2 separate regions of the Zea mays genome follow, and region 1 is linked to region 2. Evidence: chromatin contacts called from public Hi-C data. All regions are on one chromosome and are shown on one strand. Each heading gives the region's core, a stretch centred on a gene start, on an enhancer-like site or on the middle of the called end of the contact. The rest is flanking DNA. Distances are from core to core; before and after follow the strand shown. Region 1 holds the start of LOC103653189 (type I inositol polyphosphate 5-phosphatase 12). Region 2 holds the start of LOC100278614.

What was found. A called contact is a pair of places that touch in the nucleus more often than the background predicts.
Region 1: a Hi-C map of ear shows a contact between it and region 2, with 2.1 times the contacts expected there. The contact joins the promoter of LOC103653189 here to the promoter of LOC100278614 in region 2. A contact is called at or near these places in 5 of 25 Hi-C or Micro-C datasets (bundle sheath, ear, endosperm and 1 more).

The regions. Positions count from the first base shown.
Region 1 is chr4:44,952,399-44,958,941 of Zm-B73-REFERENCE-NAM-5.0, forward strand. It overlaps LOC103653189 (type I inositol polyphosphate 5-phosphatase 12), which reads left to right and starts at 2,872. Exons shown (of 11, transcript XM_008680148.3): 1 at 2,872-3,888; 2 at 4,494-4,746; 3 at 4,826-5,630; 4 at 6,360-6,484. The coding sequence starts at 3,078.
Region 2 is chr4:44,543,394-44,549,864 of Zm-B73-REFERENCE-NAM-5.0, forward strand. It overlaps LOC100278614, which reads right to left and starts at 2,757. Exons shown (of 2, transcript NM_001151836.2): 1 at 2,468-2,757; 2 at 1,218-2,374. The coding sequence starts at 2,373. The coding sequence ends at 1,339.

The DNA.
Region 1 (6,543 bases), core at 1,622-4,121, 410 kb after region 2:
TTCGGTGGAGAAGTGTCATGCGCAGAACATGTTCAACTGCGCAACTTCGTGCGTGGGTGGTTAGCGACGCGTGAATTCGTCGCCGGGGTCAGCCACTGCTGCTGTGTCGCCTGCCCTCGCGGTCAGGGCTCACCTCTGATCGATTCACAGGTAATCCGCCGTCGTATCCCTTGCCTTGATATCTGCAACACGTTGCACCAGTGAATTAGAAGGGTAGGGTCGTCGGTGAGGTGGAGTTTCTCACCGGACTTCACGGCGCCGCCGCGGGGAGTGGGAATCCGTGGGCACTGTGCTCGCGGTAGTCGAACGTAGTGATTAGGGCCCCACACAGATCATCGTGGTCCCGGGATCGAGTAGCTTCACCCAGATTGGAAATGGGGCGGCGATTTGGGCATCGCTCGCCGTGGCGGCGAGTGCGCCACCGCGAGATGAACGGCGCCGCCGCACCTGCGTGTGGATTTGGGGAGAGAAGCGCGACCGTTGGATGTCTTCTGAACGGCCTTGATCTGATCGTTGCGTACCCTTTCGCGCGTGGTAAACCTTGGCCGTAGATTCCCAATCGGAGGGTTAGGAACCGTGGTCTATTCTGACCATTGGATTAGGATCCGCGTGTCCTGGGCAGCGCATCAGAGCACCGACGGCTAGATCGAATCTGAGCCCTAGGTTTTGGATCCAACGACGCACGATCACTCATACCCCTTCGGCTGGGTACTTTTCTTAAAGAGCCCTCAGGGTTCTTCATAATAAACCTGCAGTACAACTCGTGGTTAGGCTGAGTCTTAGGATTTCTTATGCGTCAGCCCTTGACTTTTCTAGAAATTGTGGCGCAATCCAGAAACTAAAGAAAATAGGGAAAAGGAGTTTAGAAATTGATTTTTGGTTTAAAAATAATTGCAGAAAACCATTTAATTCATGGAAAATTCATATTAAATCCAAATGAGTCCATTCCAATTTCTATAAGTCTATAAAATTATTGTTTATCATATAGTACCTCTGTTTGGACATGAAAGTCACATTAAAATTTATATTCTATTTAATCTTGTACAAAACACATAGAATCCTCAAAAAATCATAACTCCTTCGTTTTAATTCCGAATTGACTCGTTCCAGTTGCGTTAGTTTCGTATAAATATTTACAATACAATAACAACATTTATTATACCATGTCTCATTCTTTTATAAGTAGATCTTTATTTAACTTATGTTGGTTAGTTTTGTTAATGTGTTCATCATTATTTACTAAACTATGATCGATGGTCAATTTATAACTTAGATTAAAGTTAAGATAATTATTTATAGAATAACCTCTTATACGATTTATGTTAACCAATTTATAATATAGTTTAATATTTTTAATCACATAAATCCTCTATAAAATCATAACTTCATAACTCCTTAGCCATAACTCCGATTTTAGTGGTTCTCGTTTCCGCGATCTCGTAGCAACGCGTAGATCATTATTATGTAGTATGTTCTTATGTTTGGTGTGATGTTAATTTTGTTTATACTATGTCTGTTTGTATTGCTACGACTAGCAGTGCGGTTACGAGGATCTGAAGAATCACCCTGGTATTTGGAATCTCAAGTGCCAAGCAAGTTGTGCCCTTGTCCACTTTTATTACCCAATAATGTTCTTTATTATCACTATTCAATGCATAGGTTTAATTTTGATGGGACCCAATAGGTCACCCTAGTCTGTTTATCTTTTACCTTGTTCACCCCTGAATCATTGGGTAGTTTTGTTATTGCTCTATATGGTTTTGGGATTAATATTTCATTATATCCATGTTCCAATTATTTTGTTATTTTATTTATGTTCATGTCAAGATCGTTATCTTTAATTGGAACATGGAGCTTAACTTGAGAAACACGTGCCACCACAAGGGTGGAATGGGACGCCCTTGGCTGACTAATTAGGAAAGCTAGTGGAAGACTACCTTACCCGAAAAAGGCAAGGGCAGTAGAGGAGTTGCAAGGAGGTTTTCGGGTTGATTTTGCTGCGATGGCGGTCAGACGGGGGATTCTTGCAAGTGCTCTTCCCATAAACTGTAGCGGGTTTTCGGAAGCTAGTGGAACTTTGTAAAGGCTTCGTAGTGTTGCCCTGTCTCGCTTCCTTGGTAGAGGTGTATGGGAGTCGCGATCCCTTGGCAGATGGGTAACATGACTTGTGGGTATATGGTACAACCTCTGCAGAGTGTAAAACTGGTATACTAGCCAAGCTCACGGTCATGAGCAACTTGGGACTCTCGCATGATTAATTTATGGAACTTAAATTCAATTTGTCATTTACATTGCATGAGATTATTTATTAATTTTGTTCTATTACTTTTATTAAGGTTTGGTATTTACTTACATTTAGTAACTGCTAATAAAATTTTGACCAACTTATTAAAAGCAATGCTCAGCTTTAATCCCTATTGGTAATCAGCCTTACACATTACATGAACTCTCACATTTGGTGAGTTCATGCCACATTATTTCCTCACAACTTGTTGAGTGATGAACATGTGTGAGCTCATTCTTGCTGTCTCACACCCCCCACAGGAGAAGAACAGGTGGTTCAAGAGGAGCCACACCACGAGGAGTTTGATTCGATCTAGGTGGCGTCTTCCAGTTGACTTGCGCCAAGAATGATTCTTAGTTCGTTTTATATTTATCTTTTATTTAGTAAGACTTGCGCTATGTAATAAATACTCTAATTATTGTGATATTTATCTTTATACAATCTGTTATTATATATGTTGTCTTCTTTGGCGCATGTATGAAATATACTCGGTTTGTTCCTTAAAACCGGGTGTTACACCCTGCCACCGTGGTCCCGGTCCACGAGGCATCCACCCATATAAACCCACATGCCAGCAATCCACGCTCACAACTCACAAGAGTTGTCTGTTGCCTCACCACCCCTCTGTCCCTGCTTCCTTCTGCTCCCGCAACGGGTGGCCTCCGTTCCCCGACCCCGCCCGACTCTCCCACACATCTCCGGCGCTCTCTTCGAGTCCTCCTGCAGTCCCGCCGCCTTCTCATCGCTACCAAAATTGCAAAGCCGGACTGGAACTCGCGTCGCGCGCAGGGGCATGGACCCGGACGACGAACCAGCGGCGCAGCGGAAAGCCGTCGACTTGCACCTGCCGCGCGACACGGAGCCTGCCTCCTCGCCCGCGTGCACCCGCCGCGCCGCGCCGCGCGTGCTCAGCTACTGTGACGTCCCTTTCGCCTCCGCCTCGGCGCAGCGCTGCGCATCATTCCCGCAGCGCCACGGAGAGCTGGCGCACGCCCGCTCGGCCTCCTTCGCAGCCTGGATCGAAGGCGGCTCGGCGTCGGCGCCGGCGGCGGCACTCGAGCGGGCCATGTCGCAGTACGGCGGTGCGGACGGCGCGCTGCCAGAGTTCGTCGGCGCCGGCGGTGGCGAGGGCATCTTCCGCGTGCCGCTCCGCGCGGCGATGCACCCGGCGCGCCCGCCGCCGCTCGAGGTGCGGCCCCACCCGCTGCGGGAGACACAGGCGGGCGCCTTTCTGAGGACGCTGGCCTGCGACCCGCGGCGACGGCAGCTGTGGGCGGGCGCCGAGTCCGGGGTTCGAGTGTGGGGCCTCCACGAGGTGTTCCGTGGGTGGTGGCCGGGCGCCGGGCCGCGGCGCCGCGGTGACGAGGAGGCCGCGCCGTTCAGAGAGTCCGTGCCGGTCCCGCCCGCGCTCTGCGCCGCTGTCGACGGCGCTAACGGGATGGTGTGGACGGGGCACAGGGACGGCAGGATCAGGGCGTGGCGCATGGACCACGCCGCGCCCGCCGGAGGATACTCCGCCGGCAGTGCGCCCATGTTCAAGGAGGCCCTCTCGTGGCAGGCGTACAGTCGCACGCCGGTGCTCGCCATCGTCGTCACGTTGTACGGTAACAAGCTTTGCTTACTCGATCATCTCGTTGTTTTGCACTCTGTTGGCTGCTTCTAGCAGAGTATTGGGAATCCAGAACGTTCGGTTTTACTGGTTGGTTTCACGTGACTGAAATGTGGTAGCTTAGCAATGAAGTTCTGGGACCTCCGGTAGTCAGTATCAGTATAGTTATTGACTCGTCGCTGACGAGAATTTTGAATCCCAAATTAGAACATTATTATCATGCCACCATCACCGTTAAATCTTAGCTATGTATGTTGAGTATTTTAGCATGTGGAACCTCTAACTATCATTATCCTTAAGAACTAATTTGCAAATCCAAATCGTTCCTTGTTGTTGCTGAGATATTCAGTGATGTTAACCATAATCTATATGGTTCTTGATCAACAACTCTGTACTCTCGATCAAAAGTTCTAAACCTATTCTCCCAGCTTCATTGGGACGCTTTCCTTTTGCTATCTGCCAATGGCTGAAACACTAGACCCTTATTGTTCGAGTTTATTCATCTCCGATGTTTTATAGTTTATGTGCTAACATAGATTTGGATTTAGAATGGCTAGAAGCTATCCAAATTTATTGTTTCATTTAATCTCTTGGAAACAGGTGAAATTTGGTCCGGATCAGAAGGCGGTGCCATAAAGGCATGGCCTTGGGACACCATTGCTAAGTCCCTCTCATTTACATCAGGAGAACGTCATAACGCTGCCTCGCTGGTTGAAAAATCTTATATTGACCTTAGAAACCATGCTACAATTGGTAACATGTGCTCATTGCCTGCTGCTGATGTGAAACACATGCTCGCAGACAACTGCCGAGCGAAAATTTGGAGTCTAACTAGCATGACATTTGCTCTTTGGTATACTTTGATAAATACAGATATATCTAACAGTTGACTCAAGTTCCTGGCTCTTATTTTTCTTATACATTTTATACAGGGATGCTAAGACTAGGGAACTTTTAAAAGTATTTGGCATCGATGGACAAGTCGACTTAGCTCGTCCTGAGGCCCCAGTAATGCCCGAACAATTCATAGAGGAAGAGATTAAAGTAAAACCCACAAAAAGGGAGAGGCCGCAAGGTTCTTTCACATTTTTTCAGAAATCTAGGAATGCCTTGATGGGCGCAGCTGATGCTGTACGCAGAGTTGCAACAAAAGGGACATTTGTCGAAGATAATCGGCGAACTGAAGCAGTGGCTCAAGCAATGAATGGGACAATTTGGTCTGGTTGCACAGATGGTTCAATTATTGTTTGGGATGGAAATGGGAATAGACTGCGAGAATTTCATTACCATAGTTCTTCTGTTCGATGCATAAAGACACTCGGAGACAAGGTTTGGGTGGGCTATGCAAGTGGCACTATTCAAGTTGTCGATGTCGAAGGTAACCTTCAGGCAGGATGGATTGGTCATAGCTGCCCAGTCATAGACATGGCAATTAGTGATTCTTACATTTTTTCTTTGGCACATCATGGTGGTATTCGAGGATGGCCTCTAAGTTCCCCTAGCTCCCTAGATGATATTCTATGCTATGAGTTGGCTAGCAGGGAACTGTTATACACAAGGCTAGAGAACCTTAAAATACTGGTTGGGACTTGGAATGTTGCACAAGAGAAAGCTTCTCCTGAAGCACTAAGGTCATGGTTGGGTGGTGCATTTTTTGATGTTGGGCTGGTGGTGGTTGGTTTGCAAGAGGTCGAGATGGGTGCTGGAGTTCTTGCCATGGCAGCTGCCAAAGAAAGTGTAAGATGCTTTGCCTCACCTTAATATTTATTTCTTTCAGCAAGTGTGAAGATAGCATTCAATTTGGCAAATAGGTGTCAGAACAGTGAGGAAAACAATCTGGTTAAGAATTTTGAATTGAAGATATTTAAAGAATAAGTATGCATAGTTTCTGACGATCTTCCTATTGTCTCTATTCCACCTGTTTCATGAATTTAGGAAGATTTTCGTATAAGCTTGTCCAAAATATGTGACCTCTTGAAAAATCGAGGGAGTATTCAATACCATTGTTTCGTTTTCTTGAACAATATTATGAAATATAGGGAATATTTGTGGACCTTGATGTTCATGGTCCTGAAGCATTCAATCATTTAGGTTTTTATTTGTGCCAAAATGCAATGTAAATACACCCTAATGCTTGTACTGTGTCTCCACCTTGTTATTATTTGCTCTCTATCGTGAGTTAAAGTTTTCAATGTTGTAGCTTAACTTGGGAAGTTAATTTATTCTGTTCTTGTGTTAATTATAGATCCAATTTTAGAAAGTATCCACTTTACCCCTGACAACTGAAAGGGCTGGAACACTAATAACTTTATATTTTTCCCTATTCATTACTGTATATTGATCTTTCTCCTACTGCTTTCAGTTTAATCGAGAAATGTCAACATTACCAGCTATCGTCACCTATACATTTGATTATTGTTCTTTAACGTGAATATTTGATTCAAAATAGCTCTCTTATGGCCTTAGGTAGGGCTTGAAGGCAGTGCCAATGGGCAGTGGTGGATAGACAGTATTGGCAAAACACTTGATGAGGGAATATCCTTCCACAGAGTTGGTTCAAGGCAGTTGGCAGGACTACTTATTGCTGCATGGTACTGATTAATCACGAATCATTTCTTAATGACACATTATAAATTTCTGTTCACATGAT
Region 2 (6,471 bases), core at 1,507-4,006:
CTTTCCTCATTTTCTCTTTTATGTTTTCAATTTAAAATTTTGAGATCAAAATTAAATTATGATACCTCATTATAATAGGATGTATCACCACAGATTATAAGCAAGGGTTGCCTCTCCTCATTATTTATCTAGTGGCTACTAAATTAACATTATTATTTTATTAGGAAAGGTCATAGTAAATTTTCCCAAGACTTTCAAAAATTCTAGAACACTATTATAAATATATCTATTTCTTTATTTTATTATTTTATGATATTTTTTCTGCCAATTTTAGGTCTTACACTTAAGGCAGGTCGGATGTACTTATTTATGGTGAGACGAAAAATCTGTCTAGTTTATACTCACAAACAATCAGATCTTTAAGTTTTCTACAACAGTGACAAGCTTAAATACCCAAGATAACGAGTTTTTTGCAATTTTATTTGTGTATTTGAGAGTTTTTATTTGATCAAACACTTCGAATATGGCAATCAAGGCACTTCACATATATTTTTACCTGAAACCCTAAATTCATCTATAAATAAAATAGAGGAACGTCACATAAACCTAATTTCATCTATAAATAGAGGAGCTTCACATAAACCAAGGCCACAAAGAGTAAAATACATACTACCAACTCACTGTCTAAATATACATCTTGATACACAAGACAGGGTGTTTTCTAAGCCTCCAATGCATGTCAACGCGACATTACTTCCAGACTTCCAGTTCTCAAATGAATCAAGGGAAATTTGGATCCATACCATTAAAAGATCACCACTTTGGATCCATACCATTACTATCTCACTTACATGTGGGTCCACATGAGTCAATGACATGTGGGGTCCATGGTATATATCTAAAGTTTGGATCTTTTAATGGTATAAATCCAATTGTTCCATGAATCAAATAGCAAAGGTAAAATAAACCAAATTACAACAAATTGCGATACCATAGGTATTTTATAATCGCAACATACACTTTATATTATCTAGGGGATTAAGGTTATGTTTACACAAATAAAACCCAAAAAATGAACTAGTCTGCTAGTTTAGCATATCCTCTGTGGCTTTGCACCTGAATTGTCTGCCAGTACCACTACCACCCACCTTGCCAACCATATCAGTAATCCTTTGCAGCATCTTCATTCAGGAATTGAAGAAATATGGTACCAAGATCAGGCATTCAGTTCGTCCACAAAACTACCTATCCTAATTCCTATATGCTTAGAAATCTACAAGATCAGCAATTCAAGAAATATGGTAACAAGATCAACCATACATAGTTCCAAAATGGCACACAGTGAATCCACGGTTGAATACGTAGACTATATACACGTAGAGGTTTCAGCATGTTGTACTATATCCCAATTGTCTCTTTCAGCTCATCAGCAAGATCGGGAAATTCCTGCACCAACCATATGAAACCAGCTGTGAACACTATCTTCTTGAAATTATTCTCCACGGCAAAGAAGCCAATGCACTTGCTCTTCAGCTCTGCACAGCTGTGCATATAGGCGCAGGCTAGAGTAGAAGCAAATGTATCCATCGAAATAATGTCCCATAGCTTCCGAGCACACATCAGTTTCAGTCTGTCCAATGCATAGCGGTCAGCCGCAGCAAGCAGATGCTGCACCATTTGAGTGGGAGAGCCTCCAAGCTCGTTATCTTCAGGCATCTCATCTGTGTACATGAAGGCAAGCATAGCTTCAAAAGTTGCTGGCTCCATGTCCTGCAGTGTGATGGATGACGCTGTGGCGTCGGCCATGTTGCCAAATAGCTGAGCTTTGAAGACTGGCGAGCGGGCAGCGAGAACAGCACGGTGAGCCTGGATCATCTTGCCTTTAAGAATGAATGAAACATCTGTACCGACATTGGATTTGAGCAGACAACCAAGATCAGAACTTATGTTGGAGGGTGGCACTGGAATGGTGCCGGCACCCAGAACCATGATGGTACATATAAGCGTCACCCTACCATTTACTATAAAGAATGACTCAAGAACGCTTCGCTTCATAAACTTATGCCACCCATGGCTTCGGTGGCCTTCAGGGTATTCGGGGCATTTACTTGAGAACACTTTGGCTAGCCTCTTATCATCGGAGAAACTGGAGAAGGCAGATGCTTCGCCTTCTCTTTCCAGACAAAAAACATGGAAGATGACATTGACGCCTTTGCCTTTTGAGTCGCCAATAAGGTAGAGGAATAAGGAAAAGTACTCGCCCTTTTCCTCTTCCCTATCCCCACGAGGGTAGCAGTTAATCCCCCAGAGGTGTCCCCCTAAGGAGATATCATCGTAGCTGATAGAGTGCCCGATGGCGATGTTCTTTGTCTCCGAATCTTCGAGGTCGAACTGGAGAACACAATAGTCCGATATCGGCGCTTCCGATTGCATCCTAACAAGTCAGGTGAGGTTGAACACCAATTCACAAGCTAACAAGGGCTGAATCTAAATTAGACTGCAGAAGAACAGCAGCGAGAATACTCACGTTACGGCCTCCGCTGTCGAAGCCTCGGACACAACGGTTGTGGAGTGATGAATCCTTCGGGACGTCACTGCAATATGCACGCCACTCGTGGCCGCCGCCGACAACTCCTCGCGGTCTGGGGGCGCTGAGTATGAGTACCGTTGGGCGCCACAGATTATACTTTTTCGAATCTAAAACGGAAGCAATTATCAGAATTTATACCGAATTTTAGGATTCGGAATTTACCAAAAAATAACAATAAATTAATTCAATTAATTAAACTAGACTGCATAAGTAAGACAGATCCTTATGCTTGATCCCAGCGCCCTCTGTCTCTTTATATAGAAGAGTTTGTGCATTGGTGCTATTGGATAGGTGAGGTGGGACTAATGATATACCGCATCACGCTAACGCTACTGCTGGTCTGCTATGTCAGTCGGGCCGCGACCCAACTTAGTAATTAGGCCCAGCAGGTATTTCAGGCGATAGGGAGATGGGGCAGATGCATGCAATCAAGGCGCGCGTGGCAAGGGAATTAATTGTGCATGCAAATATGCGATCGACGGCTCCTATTCCGGCAGTCACTTTGACCGAATTTTTTGTATTTTAGCCATTTTTCGGAAAAAAATTCACGTTTAGATCTTAAAAAATTTTAATGTCATTTTTGGACCCTTTGCTCGGCGTCATAGCCTATGGCGCCGAAGTAACACAGCTCGGCGCCATAGGCTATGGCGCCGAGGTCGTGTTGCGTTGGCACAACACGGACGCGTGGCGTCGACGTGGAACCGAGCTCGGCGCCACAGATCTTGGCGCCGAGCTCGGTTGTGTTATTAATATATTTGTTGCAAACATGAGCACAAAGCCTGTCTAGCCCACTTGGTGGAGCACAAGACTTCTAACTTTGTGGTCGTGGGTACAAGCCCCACAGTTTGCATTTTTATTTGTTCTTTTTTTGTTTATGTCACTGGTGTGTCCGTTCAAATTTATTTCTCGCCTAGATTTTTTTTATCTAGCCACTACTCATTTTTTTAAATAACTCATTAGGTATATTTTTTTGTCTTGGGGCTTTTGCTGCCAGCACAAAAGCGTCCATGCACGAACTCATTTCCTAGCTTCCAAAAATAAACGTGTGCACTGTGCAGTAAAGCCCGCAAAGCAATAAAGCACATGGACCTGGTTATTTGGTTAAGCACATGGGTGTGATTCGCTATTGTTCAAACAATTCCATGGAATCAATTATAGCACTTTTTAATTCCTAAAAAATAAAGTGAAACACTTTTTTTTTGGGGGAGGGGGGGTGGGTGATGAAATTCAAGAGCTACCTCCTTAAGGACCCAATATACTCTTCCCTGGACTGCCCCTCCATTTCTTTCAACTCCGCTTCATATGCAGACGCCTGCAACATAACACAAGTATTTACAAACCAAGTAATAAGCTAGGCAGGGGTAAAAAAACAACTCTAGGTCTCTCTGCAGAAACAAACACCACGTAGGTTTTTGCACCAATTGACGATATGGTCGTCTTTTTTTTCTTGAAAAAAGGAAGAAAGAACAGCATGAAGGAAGGAATGAAGTGCCATCACATGAGACGGCAGAGAATCGGTGAAATAAAGTGAAACAGGCCGTGTGGTGGGGTGGACCGATTTTTTTATATTTTAGCCATTTTTCGAAAAAACCCAAGAAAAAAAATATACCTAATGAGTTATTTAAAAAATGAGTAGTGACAATGATAAAAAAATCTAGGCGAGAAATAAATTTGAGCGGACACACCAGCAACATAAACAAAAGAAAAACAAATAAAAATGCAAAATATGGGGCTTAAACCCACGACTACAAGGTTAGAAGCCTTGTGCTCTACCAAGTGGGCTAGCTGGGCTTTGTGCTCATGTCTGCAACAAATATTTTAATAACACAACCGAGCTCGGCGCCAAGATCTGTGGCGCCGAGCTTGGTTCCACGTCGACGCCACGCGTCCGTGTTGTGCCAACACAACACGACCTCGGCGCCATAGCCTATGGCGCCGAGCTGTGTTACTTCGGCGCCATAGGCTATGGCGCCGAGCAAAGGGTCCAAAAATGACATTAAATTTTTTTAAGATCTAAACGTGAATTTTTTTCCGAAAAATGGCTAAAATACAAAAAAATCGGTCACTTTGATTAGCCTATGCTTCTGCCTACGAATACTAGTAGTGGACCCTCTCTAGACGTAAGAGAACGGATCGTGCGTGGTACTCCATATATATATATATATATTCAATCCAGCGTAGCTGTCGGTTGCGCCACCCGCCCCACATCTGTGCGCGCAAAAAAATGCATGCACGAGTCAAACACGTTTCCATGCATGCGCGTAAATTTAGGAAAAATATGTGTTGTGGTTTCTATTTTTAAATGTTTTATTTTCTCCATAAATTTAAGATCGCTGCAACACACATGCAGCTAGACGCGTAAGGACCATTTTATGATATATATTGATACTAAATGTGCTACACTGTGTAGATAATTATATAATTCGATATACTGCGTAAAAATCTGTTACCAGCTGCATGCACACAAATTTATAATGGAAAGAATGTCAATGAAAAGAAATGAATTGCATGCATAGAAACAAAAAATCGTATTTAATGTTTTTCCTTTATAAATATAGGATCCCTCCAACAGCAATGCAGCTAAACACATTAGAACTAGTTTATGATATATATTGATAGAAGGGCGGGCCTGGTGCAGCGGTAGAGCCTACCGTCTGTAACCGGAAGGTCCCGGGTTCGAGCCCCAGCCTCTGCATATTATGCGGGTAAGGCTTGGCGCTTAAAGATACCCTTCCCCAGACCCCGCACAGTGCGGGAAGCCTACGGCACTGGGTACGCCCTTTTATGATATATATTGATACTAATTATACTACACGATATAGGTATTTATGCAATTCGGTACACTGCGTAAAAAATTTGTCATGTTGTTCACTGGTGGACGCGTTGGAGCGTAAAAACCTTAAGTTTTGAGCATAAAATCTCTAAATTATAAGCATAAATATCGATCCAATGTGAGAGGTTGATAGCTCTAGTAGATTGTTATTATGATCCTATTTTTATGGAAGATCCGAAAAACATGGCAGCCGCATGCATGCGTTTTCTATTTTTATAGAGATCCAAAAATTATGGCAAATCGTGGGGGTTTCCATTGCATGCACGCAAATTTTGGATTATATTTTCTTTTCCAGTTCATGCGCGCAAAAAATTGGATGACATGAGTCACATAGACCATATATTCTTATACAACGTCGCATAAATACTTACACTGTGTAGCATAATATATCGGTTCAACTAAGAACGCCAGTAAAAATTAGTGACAGTTTTATGGCAGACGTAAAAATCTGACATTTACGAACATAAGTGATTTGATTTGATTTTTAATGATAATTACGAACAACATAAATTAAAGAATTGCCTTTCCAATGTGCATGAAAAAAATATGCACGCAGCAAACTGATATACAAACTCCGTGTTCAAGCAGAAAATCATACAATCTCTAGCGTAAATAATACATGCGGTTGGCATAAAACACAATAATCGAAAAGAAAACACGAATCAGATGAGGTAGTGGCCGGAGTCATGGTTAAGGAGTTATGATTTCATGGAGGATTTATGTGATTAAAATGTTAAACTATATTATAAGTTGGTGAATATAAATCATATAAGAGAATATCTTATAAATAATTAACTAACTTTGATCTAAGTTATAAATGGGCCATAAATCATATTTTAATAGATTATAATGATAAGTAGATTAACAAGGCTATCCAACATAAGTTAAATAAAGATTTAATTATAAAAGAATGAGTCATGATATAATAAATATTGTTATTGTATAGAAAATATTTATACGAGACTAATGCAACTTGAACGGATCAAATCGGATTTATAGATTTTAAGTTATGAATTTCTAAAGATTCGATGTGTTTTGTACAAGATTCAATAGGATATAAATCTTTAATGTGACTTTTATGTCAAAACAATGGCACTAATTAATAAAA